Regions from separate parts of the Mus musculus genome. Here regions 2, 3, 4, 5, 6 and 7 are each linked to region 1. Evidence: chromatin contacts called from public ChIA-PET, HiChIP or PLAC-seq and promoter capture Hi-C data. All regions are on one chromosome and are shown on one strand. Each heading gives the region's core, a stretch centred on a gene start, on an enhancer-like site or on the middle of the called end of the contact. The rest is flanking DNA. Distances are from core to core; before and after follow the strand shown.

Region 1 (2,640 bases), core at 48-2,547:
AAAAAGGTATACTGCTCTTATATAGGGCCAGAGTTTGGTTCCCAGCACCAACACGGGGTAGCTCACAACAGCTCGTAACTCCAGCTCTAGGGCCTTACTTCTCCTATCCCAATGGCTAAAATGTTTATGGACTAGTGGGGATAACACTAAGAGTCACTAAGAAACCCCCAAATTCTGGAAGACAGAATGCACTCAACGACTGCCAACAGTCCAATTACAAAAGAAACATATAAAGAAAAAAAAATCAGCACCTTATTCTGTTAGAGGTCTGTAAAGAATTTTCTCACATAACTCAGTCACTTCCCGCATACAAGGCTCAACAGTTCAAACAAAACTGCTCCATTTATCTTTATTGTGTATTCTACAGACCAGGTCAGCTAGTGCTAGAGGAGTCAATACTTTTCTGCTTAGATGTCAACGTGAGCAAACCCATGACTTAAACACATGTGGGTTCCCCCATCCTCAATCTATATTGGAAGCACTTCAAACACAGAAGTGTAACATAAACCCACACACAACGATGTGCAATTTTCTCCCAAACAGAGACACCTGGAACAGAGTTAGCGGCACTAGCCAACATCTGTGCTTACGTTACTTGGGCTTTTTGGGGGGGGTTAGGGGGTGGGGTGTCCAGTAGAGTGGGCAGTACAGTAACAAGCATTCTGGCAAATAGAGCCCCGCCTACTTATGAGAAGGCTCCAGCAGCTACTCCGGATAAGCCAGTACAATCCTTCCATTGAAACATGTCCACTTAGTACACCCAAACTCTGGATTGCCGCGTGCCTCTGTCCCCCGAGTGCCACACCTAGACAACAAGCCAAGGCACAGGGGTGCCCCCCACCTTGCGGCCCTCGGATTGGGGCACACCTGGCAGGAGGCGAGGAGGAAGCGGCAGCACGGGCTGCACGTCAGTCGGACCGGGTGAGAACCTCCACGCCGTGCGGCGGGCGTGGGAGGGACAGCACCCACCTCCCGGCCGCAGTCCGGGCGTGAGCGCGCCAGTCCGGTATCCCCGCAGGCGGCCGGACCCGGGTGGAAACTGCTAACCTAGTGCGAAGTCAGACTCCTGAGCCAGCCCGCGGTGGCCACAGGGTCTGCGGGAGCCACTGGGGCGCAGCTCCGTCTGCGCACCCCTGCCGCGCCGGCCCGCACCCGCCGCCCCGCCCCACCCGTTCGGAATACGTGTTACCTGAGCCGGCGTCTGCCTTGACGGGACCCCAGCACACGTGACCCCGCGGAGGCCAGCCCACGCACGCGCAGTCTCGGCAGCTGGCGGGCGCGCTTCCGCTCTCTTCCCCAGAGACGCCCTGCACTGGGCGGTGCGAGCCTCTGCGTCACGCCCTCCTTAAAGGGAGACTCTGTCCGGCCTCCAGGGACGCTCAAGGAGCCCTGGCATCTGAGCCGGAGGAGTCTAGCAAATAGAGGTCCTCAGATTAAAAGGAACGTCCCTTTCAATCAGCTCACCTGAACTTCCATAAACTCACCCCAAAACGAGGTGTCAAGGATCGTCCAGCCATCAGGCGCGCAGGAGCCTGAGGCAGAAGGAGCATATTGAGTTCAAACTAGTCTGGGATACCGACACAGACCTGTCTCAGATTCGACAAATAGATAAATGGATGGATGGATACACAGTGCAGGGTTAGGAGTGGATATGGAATTCGTTTCGTTGGATTTGGTAGTGTCCACTAATTCGTTTTCTTTTGAAAGGTGAACACAGAATTGCTGGGTTTTGGTGGGTAATTTTGGGGGGAAGGGGAAACATTGTTTTTGCAAATAAGGATGGATACTGAAAACTTCTTTTCCAAATTATCATTTTTAGTTGTCATTGTTCCATCAAAAAATAATAGAGTGGGTCACATTATTAAATAGAGAAGGCATCTTTTTTTTCCCTAATATGCTACTGGAAAAAGCTATTTCAGGATAGTTTGGCGTTTACAATTGCCACTATATGGTATCATTAACCCAAGGAGGCAGATAACATAGTTGTTGGACTTGTCTGTGAGGGAGAAATGAGGAGGGAGAGTGTGGGAAGATACCTCAGGAGGAGTTACATTGAGTATCAACCAGGCTCACTGTAGGTCTGTCCTGTAAGTACATTAGGACTGTCAGTAAAGGCCAGCTGATCACAGTGACATAAAGAAACTATAGGGCTGTCATTTTTAGGGTCACGGATGAAGGAAAATAATCAACACCTTAGCTAAAAAAAAGGGGGGGGAGCAGGGAGTGAGGAGACTTCTGTAGGCAGGAGCCAGAGAGACTGCCTAACTGAGGGAACAGTGGGATTAGTTACAAGCCAAGGTGAGTTTAGGGACAAGTTGCTAGCCTGATGTGGCTAGGGTACAGGCAGTGGCTTCCAAACATCTTTAATAATCACTCACAGAAACACATTTCAGCCATGACTCTGTGTGTGTGAGTGTGTGTGTATGAGACACACACACACAGAGAAAGAGAGAGAGAGAGAGAGAGAGAGAGAGAGAGAGAGAGAGAGAGAGAGAGAGACCCGTCTAAAGTAGGTTAGACAGAATGGTGACACCAGAACCCTGAGCCCTGAGTGACAGAGAATTGTTAAAGTTCTGGGAAGAACGGAATTCAGCTGACACATTGGGGAATGGGGCTATAGGACATGAAAAATGGGAAGAT
Region 2 (2,640 bases), core at 102-2,601, 1.0 Mb after region 1:
TGGAAGAACTTGACACAGATGTTTGTGGATTTCAGACTTAAAAAGCTCTGTAGATTCTGGCTCGAGGTTGCAGTCAGCTCCTGAGTCTGGTCTTTGACCCTGATCAGTCAGTCCCAGGACATACGCTCCATAAACTATCCCTGTCTGCCTGAGATCAGTGTTTGGTGGTTTGTCTGGCGACTCCTTGACCCCAACAATATATATCTTAATTTTAAAATAGTGAAACATAATCAGCTTTTTGTTATTATGACAATATGACAAATACCGGAGAAAACATGAACTTAAAGGAGAAAATACTTATTTTGGCTCAGGTTTTTATCCATGGTGAACTGGTTTTGTTAGTGTGTGCTCGGCACAAGGCTGAACATCATGACAGGAAGGGGTAACACACATCTCTCAAAGGTATACTTCCAGGGACCAACTTCCTTTAACAAGCCTCCAAGTCCTCATATTCTACTAGCTTCTAATAGTGACATGGAACAATCAGTCAATATTAAACCGTTCATTAACTCAGAGTCTTCATGATCCAACTTCCTGAAAGCCCAGCTCTGAACACTGCCTATCTTCCTGAGCTTTCTGTGTGTCAAATATACATCCTGTCAATAAGTCCAGCTTTATGACATTAGTGTTCACAGTAGCTAACTAGGTAGTTGTATGATGGACAATCCAGTTTACTTTCTTTTTAAATCCCTTAAATGGGTAACCATAAACAAGCCCCGGGTAGTTTAAAGGTTGGGAGGCATGCAATAGAGTAGTCTTTATATTATGATACTAAAATAGATAAAATAGAAAAAATAAAACGACTAATGCCTCGGGAGCTTTACATTTATTTATAAAAATAGATTGATTAGTTAGTATATCATTTTGACATCCCTTGTCACTTTGGAAATTGCGATTCTGGCATTTCACTACTTAGAAGTCAAGAAGCTGAGATAGATGGGTAAGAGAAAAGATCCAAAGGTACCATTCATGCAGAACGTGGAGGACTCATGCACCCATTAAGTGACACCACAGCTAAGAGTTGGGGCTGGACAGAAGCAGGCTATGATGACCTTCACGATGTTTTCTGGCACGTGGAACCGCCGCATAGATTTGGAAGTTCCTGACTTTGAACCTCTGGCTGTCAGAGAATACAGCGCCACCGGCTACCCCGACCCGCCTGCCCAGCCCCCGTGACTAAGGCAGAGAAGGTTCCAGACTGGGCATCAGAAACCGGGGAAGGATGGGGCAGCACGAGATGCGCGCGGGTACTGTGAGCAGCCTGCACCCCATCCCGGGCACCAGCGGTGCTTCTGGGAAACGTAGTCTTTTGCGGTGTGCGGCGCTGGGGGCTGCCGGATGAGGGACTACGATTCCCTTCGGTCTTGCGCAAGCTTTGTGCATCGCGCTTGCGCGTTGTGGGGGACTATGCCGCTATAAAGGCTTGTTTTGCTCAGGGTCCGATGTTCGCGAGCGTGCCCGGGCTGTTTGCTCTCGTGTGGGGAGGCTGGGGTGCAGGTAGGTGACGGTTCACGCCTTTTTCATGCAGTGTCGGAGGCTGTCACGGGCTCACTTCTTTGGGCTCTCCAAGGCGGGGTGGGCGGTGGGAAGCCTCGGACGGGAGAAACGGGGCCTGTCTCGTTCCGATCTCGCGCGGTCCCCGGCTTGTTGGCGACCTCGCGGGCTGTGCGGAGGTCTAGATGTTAGAAGGCAGGAGGGGAGGTTTGATGGGTGGTCACGGCCGGCTCCACTCTCCGCGCGGCCACCAGGGGGAGCTGCGTTCGCTGTGGGTGGGTCGTGGAGCCTGTGCTCGCAGGCCCGGGGCTGGCATGGGAACGCCCTAGGGCCGGGTGGCGGAGCTGTCCAGAGAGAAGCCCCAACCTCCCTCCGGGACTGGAGGCTGTCAGCCACTTACTACGTAAGTCATTATCTATGTTTTGTTTTGTTTTTTGTTTGTTTGTTTTGCTACTGGTATGTGGAGGTACGTGGCATCAGCACACACAGCGAAGCCGAGGTAGAGATGGGAGCCTAGATCTTCTGTCACCAGTGTCCTTTTCGGTGCTGACACGCAAAGGAGCTAGTGGCTTTGTGTTTATAACACCTGGATTTGGTGTTTTCGTACAGATGTGGGAGTCTCGATGCAGGTGGGCACAGGAATGACCGGGGAAGTCTTGAGTTCCGAAGGGAGAAATGGATGGGTTTTACTGGGGTCTCTGGAGTAAGTGACAGGTGAGGGAGCTTGGAGGCACAGGTGGGCCCTGGGGGAGAGGTGGGGGGGGCGTGATAAGTGGTTCAGCTTCCTTGTAGCTTCCAGTAGCTTCCAGTAGCTGCAGGGCCTGAAGGAGCTTCCTGAGGCGCCTAAAACCTGAGAGATGTTGCGATAACAGAACTTGGAAACACCAACCTGGTTAGTTACAGTTCTCCAGGCCTACACAATGCCCCTCCCCCCTGCAGAATCGTCACATCCACCCCTCTTCACTGGAAAGAGAATTTTAGAGCAAAACCAGGTGGCCCCCAACCCTGTCAGTTTTGAGTCGGGGTACTAATGTGAGAGTCCCCACTTTGTTTATTCTTCTTTCTCCCTTTATAGTGCTGGCTTAAACCAAAATATGCCAGGTTTTCCTAGTCCTGATACACACACCCTTTCCTTTGGATTTGGCA
Region 3 (2,640 bases), core at 37-2,536, 920 kb after region 1:
GACTTTATCCTTTTATTCTAAAGCAAACAGGCTCTAAGGGTCAGTCTAAGGCTCTGGAATTTGAGCCTAGTAGGCATGGTATCAGACACAAACATGTTCTAGGAGCCCAGTGCTGGCATTAAGGACAAATGTTGGCCCTAAGTCATAGCTCTAGAACTCTAAGCACTAAGGTCTTCTTCATAGAATTTCCTTCTATTGTTCTATTGCCACTAAGAGTCACAGAAATCATTCAAACACTTGTCAAAAATGAACAGTCGTTAGCCTTAGGAATTCTTTTTTTTTTTTTTTTTTTTTTGTGGTTTTTTGAGACAGGGTTTCTCTGTATAGTCCTGGCTGTCCTGGACCTCACTTTGTAGACCAGGCTGGCCTCGAACTCAGAAATCCGCCTGCCTCTGCCTCCCGAGTGCTGGGATTAAAGGCGTGCGCCACCACGCCCGGCTATTAGGAATTCTTAAGTCAAAGGCAAATCCCTATTTGAATGAACTATGGATTGCTGAGCGACCCAGTAGTCTGCAAGCGCAATGCCTATTTCCTATGTCTAGGTAATTCCTAGACTGATGGCAACCCACTGGGGTCCCCTTTCAGCAGATGGGAGGAAAACAGCCTGCTGAGAGCTAGCCTTTTTTCCTTTAGGAATATATTACCATTGCCTTTATCTAAAGCAATTTCTTTAAATTGCCCATGTCCTGCAAGGTTAAAGACAGTGGAGGCCCCTCTTGTGCTACTAAATCCCCCGGGGAAGCCTTCTTTCAAGCATTGATTCTACACACAGCCCTCTCCATCCTTCCCAAGGCTGGGTGTATAGCCCTGCGAGAATCCATGTGTGCTAGTTACTCATCTGATCGGACAGCCTCCGAGGTTTCAGTCGGTCTCTCCACCTTTTCCTAACCAGATAAGCTCAACTTGAGGGTAACTTCCAGAGCACGCTTCACTAACCAGCTGCAGTGGCAACCTGCGGCCCCGCTACCCTCGAGGCCGGCAGACTGCTCGCGAGCCGGGTGCTCACCCGAGGCTGGTCCTTGGAGATGGGGAAGAAGCGGCGGTTGAAGCTATCGGCCACTAGAACTGCCTGGAGGGGCGGCGGCGGCTCCTCCTCCGCACCTTGGGTTCCCCCGCCGCCCGAGCCGCCGCCGCCGCGTTTGCTCGCTCGGCCGGCCGCAGCGCCAGGCACCGCCGCAGTGGCTGCCATCTTGCTTCGCAGCCAGCACGTCCGCCGGGAAGTCACACGGCACGCAGTAGGGGACAAAAAGGACTCACAGTCAAAACGCGAAGGTGTAGTTGCAGGGAGAGAAAGAGGAAGGAATGCGCATGTGTGTACCAGCAGACCCCACCCACCCCGTGCAAGACCAGGGCGTGGCTGACCGCAGTAGGTGCTACTGGGAGGTGTATGCACCCCAGAGGGGTGAGATCCCACCGTTGTCTACTTAGTCAGTGAGTGCTGTTGGATTGGACAAGCTAAGAAGGCAGCGAGCTGGATAGGCTTGTGATCGCTGGGCAGGAGCCTACAGCTCCTCTGCCCAGAGTAGGATAAAATTTGTAGTTCTCAGGGATTGGAGAGATCACTCAACAGTTAAGAGCACTTACTGCTCTTGCAGAGGATCCACGTTCTGCGCCTGGCGCTCACGTGGTAGCAAGCAACTATTCACAATTGCAATTCCAGGGTGTCCGACACACTTTCGACCGGGCACTGGATGCCTGTGGAAAACACTCATCCACATAAATCTAAATATAAAATGAAGCTCCCCACTTGCAGTCTAGTAATCTAAGGGGATCTGGCATCTTTGGGAGGGAAACCACGATCTGCACAAATACTGGACATGGAGGCAGGCTGTAGATTTTTACTGAACACACACCTATTATGGGTGCTCCCTCCCCCCTTGCCAGAAATACGACCTAGAGCGACAGGCATTTCTTAAACCCTCAAATCGGAACCAAGGGAGCACGCCCAACTAGTGAGTGGAAAAACTGCTGCTGGAGCTCATCTGACTCCCATGGTTCTGAAAGAGTAGTAAACTCAGTGCTCCAAGGTATGCTAATCATAAAACAGATAGCGACATTCCTCCACCCACCGGCTTCCTGGGTTCAAAGAGTGTTAATTCAAAGAAAGTCACCCTGACCCACTCTGACCATTGCTGGAACCTGCAATGCAAATGTGCTATCGTTAGGGGCTCTTAGAAACTGTCTTGAGAGTTAACAATTACCAGGTATTCCTTGTGACACCTGTGACTCTGTACTTCCTTGTGACTCTTAACTGGTATTTTTGGTATTTTCCAACAACGCCCTTCCCACCTCCTTGAGTTGTGGTTCCTTCCTTTAAATACCCCCTTATCCAGCTACTCGGGGCGCCACAGTCCTCTACCCCTGCGTGGTGTATGACCGTGGGCCCGAGAGCGCTCTTGAATAAAAATCCTCTTGCAATTTGCAGCAAGACCGTTTCTCGTTGGTGATTTTGGGGTGTCGCCTCTCCTGAGTCAGAACGTGGGGGAGTCCTCACGTTGTGGGTCTTTCAGTTCCACAAGCGTTATCCCAGATGAGGCTGGATCTAAGAGCAGGAGTAAACTGGGTAGGACTGGGGCGTAGTAGCAAGCTTTTCAGGCTAGACTGAAGTGGAGCAGCAGGTTTTGGTAAAAGAAGCCGTGG
Region 4 (2,640 bases), core at 84-2,583, 910 kb after region 1:
CCCAGGGAGGGGTAGGGTGTTTGTGTGTGTGTGTGTTCTCCATAGCCTCTAGGCCGACCGTCCAGTTAATGTAGGCAAGCCTCAGCCCCTTGGAGAGGGGTGTGTGTGTGTGTGTGTGTGTGTGTGTGTGTGTGTGTCTTCCCCCTCCACCCCCCTCTCAGGCCAGCTGCTACAAAACCCTCAGGCTCCAACATTCCAACCTCTCTTAAAGGGGCAGTCCCAGCTTCCAAACTGCCCATCAAAAGCCCTGCAGCAGGGTAGGGAGGGGAAGACAAGAGAGAACATCAATAGGCCCTTCCTAGTCTTCCCATCCAGGCTCTGAAGCCCTATGCAACATCTCTGCTGGGACTACCATCAGGAAAGAAAAGGCCCCAGCACCTGGCTAGTGAGAACTCCTCTGAGTCAGGCAACACCCCATCGGCCCAGGGGAGAGGGGAATCTGCTTGACAAACATCAGGTCCATCATCCAGCCTGGTAGAACAGCCCCCAACGCCTCCTTCTCCAGTTCAAAGTCCCACCAGCTACAGCCCTAGATACAGCACACTCCAAATAAGGCTCTGAGTTGCAGAGCTCAGAAGACCGGGAAGGCAGGCCGGGTGTCAATATACTCCAACTTTATGCTTAAATGGTGGCACCTGGAAGGACTGAGAATTCTGGCTTTGGACTGGAGTGGAAAGGATGTATGTCTCTGGGGGGGGCCGCTGGACCGTGGGGAGGTGAGGGGGCTTGAATGGTAGGAACCGATTGCTTAGGGAGGGACGTCTCGCTGGACCAGGGGGGCAAGGCCTCCAAGAGGTGACTGGGAGTCCCTCAAAGTCAAGTGTGTCCCAAGTCACCGAGTCGCTCCCTTGCTGGAAGCGGGGCTAGAAACCAGTGCAGTCAGGGGAGTCGGAACTGGCTGTGTTGGCCCCTAGCAGCGGAGCGACCCGGGCTCCCGGGAGGCGGGGCGGGGGCCATCCTCACCCAAAATCGTCGTCCATAGACTTGAAGAAGAACTTATAGCTGGGCCGCTGCAGAACGCCCTTAAAGTCCGCCAAGGTGACGCGCTCGGCGGGCAGGGGCAGCTTCACCAGGTACGGCGTCTCCTGGCCGTCCAGGTGGTAGATGATCTTGGTCTCGCCCATGGCTCCGGCCTCGGCCCCGCGGCGCGCGGCCTGCTTGGGCAGCGGGGCCGGGCCTCTCCGGCAGAGCTCGGCGCTCGGCGCGGCCCGCTGCTCAGCCCCACTCAGCCGCCGGCCGGGCCGCCAGCTCCCTTGTTCTCCGGCCGCTCCCGGGTCCCAGCGCCGCCCGCCACCGCTTCCGCTCCCCACTCCCGGCGCTCCGCTGGCGATCGCGACTCTTCCGGTGGCCTGGGCCCTCCCGGCTCTGGGCCGAGCCCAGTGCGGCCCCGCCCCGCCTCCGAGCCGCGCTGGCTGCTTGCGGCCGACTGCCCGCCCACCCACAGGGCGGCGCTGGGTCCCCTGTGCTCCGGGTTCAGGCAGCTGGACCTGGAAGTCTCAGCCCGGTGGGACTGGCGGAACCGTGTGCAGGGTCCCGGGCAGGAGGGGAGGGATGGAAGAGAAGTGTCACCGACTGCAGAAGAGAATGGATTTGAAGACCTAACTGGATCCCTGGATGCCGGGTGGCTTCAACTCGGATTTTTGGATTCTGCTGACAGCACAGTTGCTGCCACCGGACCGTACTGAGTTCCTTGAGGGCTGAGCAAGTTCAAGTTTTTATCCCTATAATCTCAGCGTCTCTATGAACAAGTAGTTTGAGAAATGGACTGAGTGGGTGTGGTAGCGCTTACCTTTAATTCCAGCACTCAGGAGAGAGAGGCAGGTGTCTTTCAGTGAGTTTAAGCCAGCCTGGCCTACAGAGAGCTTCAGGACAGCAGGACTATGGAGGGAACTCCTCTCTTAGAGAGAGGGAGAAATACAGAGAAGAAAAAGAAAGAAAGAAAGAAAGGAAAAGAAGAGGAAAAAAAGGACAAAAGAAAGAGAAAAGAAAAAATTTGAGTTAAGAAAGAATGCAAGCAGCCAGGTGTGGTGGAACATTACTTTAGTCCAAACACTGGATAGGTAGGCAAATCTCTGAGTTGGAGGCCAGCCAGTCTACAGAGCAAGTTCCAGAACAGCCAGGGCTAAACAGAGAAACCCTGTATGATTGGGACAGTAGATGTCAAAACTACCTATAGTCAGTTGGTGGTTCAGCTTCTCAGCTGTAACAATGTATGTCAGGTGTGGCTTTGAAACTCCTGACAATTCTCCTGCCTCAAGCTTCTGAGTTCTCTCTCTGATTACATGCCTGCATTTCAGTCACCTCTTCTGCCCAGAAACCTCTTCACATTACCCAATATGACTTTCATATACCCTCAACATGACACACAAGGCCCTTAATAATCTGACATCTATATACCTCTCTAGACTTTTTCTCATTACATCATAACCAATTTTTTTATTATAAGCAGAAAGCATTCAGTAGCAGTTACATGTTTTCAGTTTATATCCTTCATTTAATCTTTTTCTCCAAATAATGTCTGTGCATAAATAAAATGCATTAAAACTTTTCAAGGTTTGTTTTTACCCCCTGCACAGATTATAGGTATCTGAGATGACCAGGAGAGGGTGTCAGTCTCTTGGAATTAGAGTCACAGGAGCT
Region 5 (2,640 bases), core at 101-2,600, 840 kb before region 1:
TGTGACTGTCGCTGGGCAGTAGTGCATGCCTTTAATCTCAGCACTTGGGAGGCAGAGGCAGGTTGATTTCTGAGTTCAAGGTCAGCCTGGTCTACAGAGTGAGTTCCAGGACAGCCAGGGCTACACAGAGAAATCCTATCTCGAAAAACCAAAAAAAAAAAAAAAAAAAAAAAAACCAAACCAAACCAAACAAGAAGACTGTCAAAATGGTATTCATCTCAAGAACTCATTTGGCATGGTTTTCTATAGATATCTTCAGTGTTCTTTCATGCTATCCTTAGAGGCTAGAGGGCAGGCGGCTTCTCCCAAACAGAAATCCATTACTACAGGCCCGTTTCTCTTGAATTATTTTCTGTTTTGTGTCACTTTTTGAAGGGGGCCCGCTCATGTAGCCCAGGTTGGCCTTAAACAGCTAACTGTCCTTGGGCTCACCTCTCATGCTGCGATTACAAGGATTACAAGTGTGCACCACCCTGCCTGGCTTTCCTTTCTCCATTTCTTTCTTTCCTTTCCATTTCCCCAGGTGGGAGTCAGGGTGGGGAATGAGACCAGGTTTCTCTGTGTAATCCTGACTGTCCTGGAACTCGCTTTGTATATTCGGCTTACCTGGAACTCACAGAGATCCGCCTTAAAGGCGTGTATTACCACACCAGGCCATAGGATTGATAGTTCATAACTATAATCCCAGGATTTGGGAGGCTGACCCAGAAGGGTTAATACATTCCTAACATCAGCCTAGGCTATATAACATACACGGTGGGTTCAAGGTCAACCCAGGCAACACAATGAGGCTTTGTCTCAAACCTCAATTTGTTTGTTTGCTTTGAGCTAGGGTTTCTCCGTGTAGACCAAGCTGTCCCCAAACTCAGGGATCTGCTTGTCTCTGCCTCTTTAGTGCTGGGATTAAAGGCATGCACCATTAATGCCCGGTTTAAATTGCGAGAGTTTTAAATGGAGGTTTTATTTAGGAAGGAAAGCTCTAGAATTAAGTCTAAATAAACGGGAGGTGAGAATCCAGTGTGTGGCTGTGTTCTCTCCTAGATCATGAGAGAACAAAAGGAGAGGAAACTAGTGAGACAGAACAAAGGCATGGAGGAATGTACAACCATCTCTTCTCTTCTTCCACCCAGGACGGTTCTCTAGAAGGTTCCAGAAACGAGTGTGGCAAGGCTACGGACATCACGGTGTCCCGAGGAGACCACAACAGACGCCCAAAGGCAGGCGCACACTTTCCCGCCACGCTGTGGCCGGGTACTAGGGGAGGGGAGGGGCAGGGCGGTAAGGTAGACGTCACGTCCGGTTTGGGAAGCGCCCCTGCAGGAGAAAGCGGTTGGAAGGCGCGTCGAAGTGGGAGGGGCCAGGAAAGCGCGCCTTCGGGGGAGTGGGTGGGACCAGGTTAAAGAGCGTGGCGTCACATCCGGCAGTGTTAGACCGGTGCGGAGGTGGTGCGGAGCGTGTCGGCTTCGAGCTCCTCGCAAAAGTGTGGCGTCGCGCTAGGCTGCGGCGGAGCCTCTGTAAGGAAGGCGGGAGCTTGACAGCTTCAGGAAAGGCCCGTAGCGGTGACAGCGACCCGGAGTCATGAGCGACAGCGGCGAGCAGAACTACGGCGAGCGGGTAAGCGCGGAGTTGCGCGGGCGGCCGCGGTCCCCACCCTGCTACTTCTTCTAGGCCTCTCGGCCCGGTGCAGCCGGGTGTCGGGAGCCTGACGTGCGGAGGGAGCCGGGGCGCCGGAGGGCCTGGTGGCCGGCGCTTCTCGTCGGAGGGAGGCCGCGGGCGGGCTGTGTGCCTCGCACCCGCCACGACCGTTTTTTTTTTTTTTCCTTTCCCCCCGTTACGGGGCGGGGGGAGGCTAAAGATGGCCGCGGCGTCCGTCGGCGTTGGGGGATGGGAACGGTATCTTCTTTCGCCGTTGCTCTCCTGCGAAGCCGCGCCGCAGCCATCTTGGGCTCGCGGGCCGGGCGCGCTGCCAGAGGCACAAAATGGCGGAGCCGCCGCTCCCTGCAGCCAGGCTTTGCCGCCTCGCCACCCGGGGTCCAAGGGTGAAGCGGAGAAAAGCCACGTGTGGCCGGGAGCCTATGGGGACTGACTGATGCTTTTCGGTTGATGGAGGGCCTCCTGGTCCCGGTAAGGGACAGCTAGCTGTAGGGGGCTCTTGGAGCATCTGGAGACGGAAACGGCTGAGGGGGATTGGGGGCCCCGTTAGTTGGAGGGCTTTGTGCTACAGCGTTTCTCCCATTGTTGAGAGCTTACTGGAATAGAACGCAAGGTCGTTAGGCGTTGTTGTATAGAGCCTCCCTACCCCTGGGGGGACTTGGGAAGGAGAAACCATTGGCGACAATTGATGGCGCTATTAAACTCTGAAGTCGACGGGATTTTATTTTTAAGCTTCCACCTCCCAGAGGGTGAAAATCGGTAGAGGTTGATTAGATTGTATACAATGGGCCTGGACTAGACCCAGCCCCAAAGCTGAACAAATGAGGCGCATGTGGCGTGGCTGTAGAGTTTAGATTAAAAACTGTCACGTGAAGATGCGGAAGTCCAGGGCTCAGTGAACAGGTAATTGCAGTTTGGAAACGGCTTACAAGCATCATAAGAATGGCTGTTTTGCCCTTCCTGTACTAACGTTTTTATTTTCGCAAA
Region 6 (2,640 bases), core at 87-2,586, 790 kb after region 1:
GACAGGGGCTCACCCCACGGTCTAGAGACTCCAGGATTTTTCCAGCTACTCGAATGCAGGCTTCTGTGACGCAGGTGCTATGGGCTGGGTCTGTGGCAAGAGACATGGCAGAAGGCAGGAGACTATCAATCGGGGTGGAAGAAGCAAAACCTTTTGAGAAGCCGATGACAGCAGGAAGTTGGAAAGGCTAGCCCCAAAAAGAAAAATATTGAGAGGACTTTCAGGTTTTGGCCCCCCTTAGCTGTGAGGGCTGCCAACAGGTGTGAACCCACCTACCTCTGTGGACCCACAGAGCCACGAGGCAGCCCAAAAGAAGGGCAGCCAACACTAGAATGAGGCCTGCCAAGACCAGCTCCAACTGTGTGTGTGAACCAAACAGTTGTCTTGTCCTCTTCTGGAATCCCACCTGGGGAACACAGGACAGGCGCAATTGAGTTGCATCGCAAGGACCCAATATCGCAGAAGTCCTCCCAGAAAATAAAGATATGAAGAAGGTACAGCCAGTTTCCAGAGTGATGGAGCAAATAGCGAGTGGGGGTTAACTTCGGGCCCAAAAGCAAAGAGGCAGGTGGAGCCTGTTTTGTGCAACGTCATGGCTTTGAAATGCCTCACTACAGTCCTGGCGCAGAGGCCAGAGATGGAGTGGAAACCAGGACAAGCGACCCACTAGAACAGCCACATGGTTACTGCAGGCAGGCATCATGCCAAAGGTGAGGCCTGATGAGAAAAGGGGAACCCCTTTGCCCACCTCCAGTGAGTCCCGGGTGGCCCTGCCTTCAACTGTAATCTCTGGTGATTCTTCATCCCGAAGCTTAGCACGTTTGTACTCCACCATCTGCAAACAGTTCGGAGCACCAACTGAGGTTGGGCAGCTAGGCCTTCTGCCCAAGGCCCTGCTCGGGTGTCCCTCGCTGGACCGGCTTCCTCCTTTCATGCACAGAGGGACCTTCCCCGGGTGTCAGACTCTCAGACTAGGGTCCCCTCTGACACCATCCCTCTCCAACCCGCAGAAGAAGCGCCATCACCGAGGCAAGCCGGGGTCCCAGCCAGACGCTGCCAGTTCACTCACACCCGCCCCTCCACACTTTGTGCCCTCTCCACCCGGGTCCTCTCCCCTGGAGTCCAGGGCCATCACTCACACTGCCTCCGCCACCCAACTCGTGCAGCGCGACGTTCATGGTGGAGTGGAGCAAGGCCGGGCCGCGCCTTAGGGCTGGGCGAGGTTGACCCGCCCAGGAACTACGGCCCAGGCCACCCGCTGAACCCCGCCGCTGCCCTCCATCACAGTCACTGCTGCAGCCCCTGGCTTGGCCGCGGCGGCCCGGCTTTCTCAGGTCTCCCCGACCCAGCGGCGCGCCCGGGGGTGGGAGCGAGGGGGAGGGGCGGAGCGCGCGCGGCTCCCCGCCAGCATCCGCGCCCAGACCACGTTCCGCGCAACCGCTGCTCTCCATCAAGCCTGAGAGCCCCTCAGGCAAGCCACCCATAATTTGCTTCCATTTGGTTGAGGCCCAATCATTGCTAATTTTTTTTTTTAACCCGGACTTTCCAAATTTCAGGCCTTCAATACTTTTAAACACCATAGAGGAGTTATGTCCCAGAGAGGAACCCCTTTACCTAGCAGAATGTCTGCAGGGTCTTTTTTTTTTTTTTTTTTTTTTACAGCAGGAAACCACAGGCAGTTCACCTCTATACAGGTGTCCATAGGATATCTACAACAGCACAAGGCTCCAAGCACAAAGAAACTCTAAAGCAACTATTCTGAATTTTCACAATGTATATACAGAAAAGCCCACTGTCATTGGGGATACACACAAGCACATACCAAGTGTTACGGCAGCATGCACTATACACACAGCTCACACTAATGCCGCTCTTACACATTGCTTCAAGATGGCACTTTCACTCTCCAAGATAATTGCCGTCATCGGATCATCTCATAAAGGGAGGGTTACAGATGGTGACAAATTGGCAGGGAAAAAAACAGCCATGCACAGATATTTAAAGAAAAGACATGCTAACACTTCCAACTCAGGAAGGCAAGCGATTTTATTTGGGAGGTTTACAAGAGGGAAAAAAAAAATCACCAAGCAATATTTAACTGAAACGCAACAGTGTGGTATCCATGCATCACCATCTGCCTTCCATATTGTCATTCCTTAAACAGGCAGGCGAGTGTTACAGTCTGTTGCGCCAAGGAGTGCCTCATGTTTTTTACAGTGCTGCGGAGGGAACGGGGACACCAAAGCATTGCCTCCTCTTCCTCTCCCTAACCAGGAGAATACCAAACCGTGATCTGAGGCAGCCTTAAGTAGTGAGTGGCAATGGATACTCATTTATTGATTCACACCTAAGTTCTCAGACATCTTATTGCAAGTGGTGCTAGCGTGGGCTATTCTTGAGACTGAGAAACGATGCAAGATGAATGGATTTGGCTGAGAAGTGCTAGACTGCTTTCTTAGGAACTGTTCCATCCCCAAATTGCATGTTCTCAAACAAGACAGAGCACAGTGTCACTGTTAGGATGAACAATTCTGGGTTTAGACTCAGTTTCCCCATCTGTAAAATGGAAATAAGAGTAGTATTTAGGCAGTGGTGGCACACTCCTTTAATTCTAGCACTGGGGAGGCAGAGGCAGTTGGA
Region 7 (2,640 bases), core at 70-2,569, 750 kb after region 1:
TGCCCTGACACAGATGGGGGTGGGAAAACTGGGAGCTGCGTGACCTCCACCCCGCCGGAGTCCTGATCATTTAGCCTTGATTACCTGTGGGAGTCCAGGGGACCTGGCGGGTGGGGGGCCTGTGGGCTGGGGAGCTTTGTTCATTTCATTTGGTGCCACATTAGGGTCCCCCCAGCACCTGTTGGAAAGAGCAGAGCTCGGAACGAGGAAAGGACCCAAGCTTATGGCAAACGGGCTGGGGGAAAGGTTGTATCAAGAGCTAGGGCCAACACGGATTAAGGGAGGTGCCAAGTGAATGCAGAAACAGAAAACATACAGCCTGAGGACCCCACCAGCACACTGCAACACCCTGACCCCACCCTTGCCTGCTCAAACAGCCCCCTCACTCACCCCCTCGGTTAAGAATAAGTCCACAGTGCGGCCTACAGGTTCTGGGCATCCGAAGGCCTGGGGTTGGGAGGTGAGGGGTATCAACCTGGCTCCACGGGGCCCAAGACCAACCAGACCGGAAATTCCAGGTCTTGCTGGCACCAGGCTCCCGGATCACAAATGAAGCCGGCTGCTCCGGCCGTGATATCCCCACCCCCCACCCGGGGACACCGGGTTCGAAGCCTGCCGCGGGGCACTCGCGCGGGGCCGGAGAGGCCTGAGGCCGCCCGGGAACACAAGCCAGGAAGGGCGCGAGTCCGGCCGCACCAGCAGGGCGGGCGGCGACCGCCGCGAAAGCCGGCTCGGGGCAGGCGAGGGTCGGCCGCCGGGCGGGGCTGGGGGCTCCTCCCTGCCCGCCGCCGCCGCCTCCCAGCTCTGCGCAACGCGGCCAGTGCCAAAGAACAACGTGTCACTTCCCGGCGGCCGCCCGGGCCCCGCAGGGGGAGGGGGTGGCGGGTTTGCGCCGCACAGCCTGCGCCGGGCCGCGGCCCAGGCCGGGCGGAGGTGACTGTCTCGCCGCCACCCCAGCGCCCTCCCCGCCCGGGCCCTGCTCCCCACCCCCACCCGGGCCCGGCCCGGCACACGTGGGCCGGGGATCGGCCTGGCGAGTAGGGCCTGGGCGCAGGCTCGGAGCCGGGGCGCCGGGGCGTCGGCGCAGGGTGGCGGGCCCCGGCCCGGATGGCGGCGGATGCGGGGGGAGGGGTGGGGGGCCGGGTCGGGCCCGGACATGGCGGCTTTACCTTCAGTCTCCTTCAGTCCGCGCGGCCGAGCCCCACGCAGCCGCACAGACGTAGTCCACAACCATTTCCGGCTCCCCGCACAGATCCCGCTCGGCGGCCACCGCTTCTCCGCAGGCGCAGCCAGCGCCCCACGTGACCGGCGCAGAGGGCGGAGCTGCGCTGGCGCCGGGGAAGCACATGGGATTTGCTCCGCCCCATCACGTGACACCCACTGCCCGCCCCCGTGTCCCCTCCCGAACTTTGGAACTCCCAGGCCGACCCCCTCTGAGGCTCTGGCGGTTCTTTAGTTCATTCATACTTTGCGCAAGCATTTATTGAGCGCGTGAGTGCTAAGTGAAGTGCCGGCCTGGAGCTCAGAGTGCGGAATCTAAAAAGCAGTCCTGCCCTAGTAAGTGTAGTGTGCAAATTATGCAGCCTCTGAAAATGCTATAGATTTGATCTTTGATAGACCTATTAACAAAGGAAATTCAATATTGCACCAAAGAAACTGCCGCAATCTAAAGAAGCAATTTTACTTTTGTTTTTTTAAAAAAATCAGTTGCTCCTAGGGAAACGCAAAAGTCAACATGAAAACTTTGGAATAATGGAAAAAGGAATCCCAAAGCTGTACGTGTGCTGACTGGCTAAGGCAGGGAATCAGTTACCATAAGCTTTAAAGTAGGGAAATGTCACCAGGCAGTGGCGAGCCACGCCTTTAATCTCAGCATTCCAGAAAGATAGGCAGGTAGATCTCTGAGTTCAAGGCCAGCCTGATCTACAAAGCAAGCTCCAGGACGGCCAGAGTTACAGAGAGACCACATCTTGAAGATTTCTGAGATGGTTCAATGGTTGGCGCACTGGTTGCTCTTTATTGCCTGCTCTTCAAGAGGATCTGGGTTTACTTCCCATAACCCATAAGGCAGTTCATGTCTGTGTGTAACTCTGATTCGTTAGAATTCTGCCCTCTTTTGCCCTCTAAAGGCACCACATATGCATGTAGTGCACAGACATATGAAAACAAAACATTCATACACGTAAATATTTAAATTTTAAAAATAGGAAAATTTGAACTGGGTGGTGGTAGTCCACACCTTTAATCCTAGTACTCCAGGGGCATAGGCAGGAGAATCTCTGTGAATTAAGGGCTAGACTAGTGTAGAGAGCTAATTCAGGACAGCTAGGGTTACACAGAGAAACCCTGTCTCGAAAAACAAAAAAAATAGCCAGGCTGTGGTGGTGCACGCCTTTAATCCCATCACTTGGGAGGTAGAGGCAGGTGGATTTCTGAGTTTGAGGCTAGCCTGGTCTACAGAGTGAGTTCCAGGAGAGCCAGGGCTACAGAAAAACCCTGTCTGGAAAAACCAAAAAAAAAAAAAAAGAGTTGTACTCTATTGAACTGAGCATTTGAGCATTTAGTTAGGTAGCAGAGCCTTTCCCACTGGCCTTTCTCCCTCTCACATGCTACCTCCTAGCATGCATTATATCACAGAAT

Evidence for each region. Promoter capture Hi-C pulls out the DNA fragments that hold promoters and counts their contacts. ChIA-PET counts read pairs in DNA pulled down with a chosen protein or histone mark. HiChIP or PLAC-seq counts read pairs in DNA pulled down with a chosen protein or histone mark.
Region 2: a contact with region 1 is called in a promoter capture Hi-C map of hippocampal neurons, with 3 times the contacts expected there. The contact joins the promoter of Abcc5 here to the promoter of Vps8 in region 1. A contact is called at or near these places in 3 of 39 promoter capture datasets (hippocampal neurons, liver and pre-B cells) and 1 of 115 datasets of contacts at active chromatin or transcription factors (astrocytes).
Region 3: a contact with region 1 is called in a promoter capture Hi-C map of liver, with 5 times the contacts expected there. The contact joins the promoter of Eif2b5 here to the promoter of Vps8 in region 1. A contact is called at or near these places in 4 of 39 promoter capture datasets (hippocampal neurons, liver and pre-B cells) and 1 of 115 datasets of contacts at active chromatin or transcription factors (bone marrow-derived macrophages).
Region 4: a promoter capture Hi-C map of 3T3-L1-derived adipocytes shows a contact between it and region 1, with 4 times the contacts expected there. The contact joins the promoter of Dvl3 here to the promoter of Vps8 in region 1. A contact is called at or near these places in 3 of 39 promoter capture datasets (3T3-L1-derived adipocytes, liver and pre-B cells).
Region 5: a contact with region 1 is called in an RNA polymerase II ChIA-PET map of memory CD8 T cells, with 7 read pairs. The contact joins the promoter of Tra2b here to the promoter of Vps8 in region 1. A contact is called at or near these places in 2 of 39 promoter capture datasets (liver and pre-B cells), 2 of 115 datasets of contacts at active chromatin or transcription factors (effector CD8 T cells and memory CD8 T cells) and 1 of 9 other capture datasets (macrophages).
Region 6: a contact with region 1 is called in a promoter capture Hi-C map of liver, with 2.8 times the contacts expected there. The contact joins the promoter of Ece2 here to the promoter of Vps8 in region 1. A contact is called at or near these places in 5 of 39 promoter capture datasets (the 3T3-L1 cell line, hippocampal neurons, liver and 1 more), 1 of 484 Hi-C or Micro-C datasets (cortical neurons) and 2 of 115 datasets of contacts at active chromatin or transcription factors (pancreatic cancer cells and stem cell-derived neural progenitor cells).
Region 7: a FOXA1 HiChIP or PLAC-seq map of pancreatic cancer cells shows a contact between it and region 1. The contact joins the promoter of Eif4g1 here to the promoter of Vps8 in region 1. A contact is called at or near these places in 11 of 39 promoter capture datasets (the 3T3-L1 cell line, 3T3-L1-derived adipocytes, cranial neural crest and 8 more), 3 of 115 datasets of contacts at active chromatin or transcription factors (embryonic forebrain, extraembryonic endoderm stem cells and pancreatic cancer cells) and 2 of 9 other capture datasets (adipose tissue and pancreatic islet).

Annotation. Positions count from the first base shown.
Region 1 is chr16:21,421,775-21,424,414 of GRCm38.p6, reverse strand. Vps8 (VPS8 CORVET complex subunit) reads right to left here and starts at 1,297. Exons shown (of 47, transcript NM_001285893.1): 1 at 1,190-1,297.
Region 2 is chr16:20,425,105-20,427,744 of GRCm38.p6, reverse strand. It overlaps Abcc5 (ATP-binding cassette, sub-family C (CFTR/MRP), member 5), which reads left to right and starts at 1,351. Exons shown (of 30, transcript NM_013790.2): 1 at 1,351-1,497.
Region 3 is chr16:20,497,463-20,500,102 of GRCm38.p6, reverse strand. It overlaps Eif2b5 (eukaryotic translation initiation factor 2B, subunit 5 epsilon), which reads right to left and starts at 1,286. Exons shown (of 16, transcript NM_172265.2): 1 at 1,007-1,286. The coding sequence starts at 1,189.
Region 4 is chr16:20,515,679-20,518,318 of GRCm38.p6, reverse strand. It overlaps Dvl3 (dishevelled segment polarity protein 3), which reads right to left and starts at 1,333. Exons shown (of 15, transcript NM_007889.3): 1 at 964-1,333. The coding sequence starts at 1,124. Gm16618 (predicted gene, 16618) reads left to right here and starts at 539. Exons shown (of 3, transcript NR_167658.1): 1 at 539-680.
Region 5 is chr16:22,264,715-22,267,354 of GRCm38.p6, reverse strand. Tra2b (transformer 2 beta) reads left to right here and starts at 1,350. Exons shown (of 9, transcript NM_009186.5): 1 at 1,350-1,614. The coding sequence starts at 1,579.
Region 6 is chr16:20,628,547-20,631,186 of GRCm38.p6, reverse strand. It overlaps Ece2 (endothelin converting enzyme 2), which reads right to left and starts at 1,336. Exons shown (of 19, transcript NM_139293.2): 1 at 1,140-1,336; 2 at 749-835; 3 at 277-406; 4 at 1-90. The coding sequence starts at 1,178. Eef1akmt4-ece2 (Eef1akmt4-Ece2 readthrough) reads right to left here. Exons shown (of 20, transcript NM_177941.1): 3 at 749-835; 4 at 277-406; 5 at 1-90.
Region 7 is chr16:20,671,406-20,674,045 of GRCm38.p6, reverse strand. It overlaps Eif4g1 (eukaryotic translation initiation factor 4, gamma 1), which reads right to left and starts at 1,319. Exons shown (of 33, transcript NM_145941.3): 1 at 1,170-1,319; 2 at 85-178. The coding sequence starts at 144.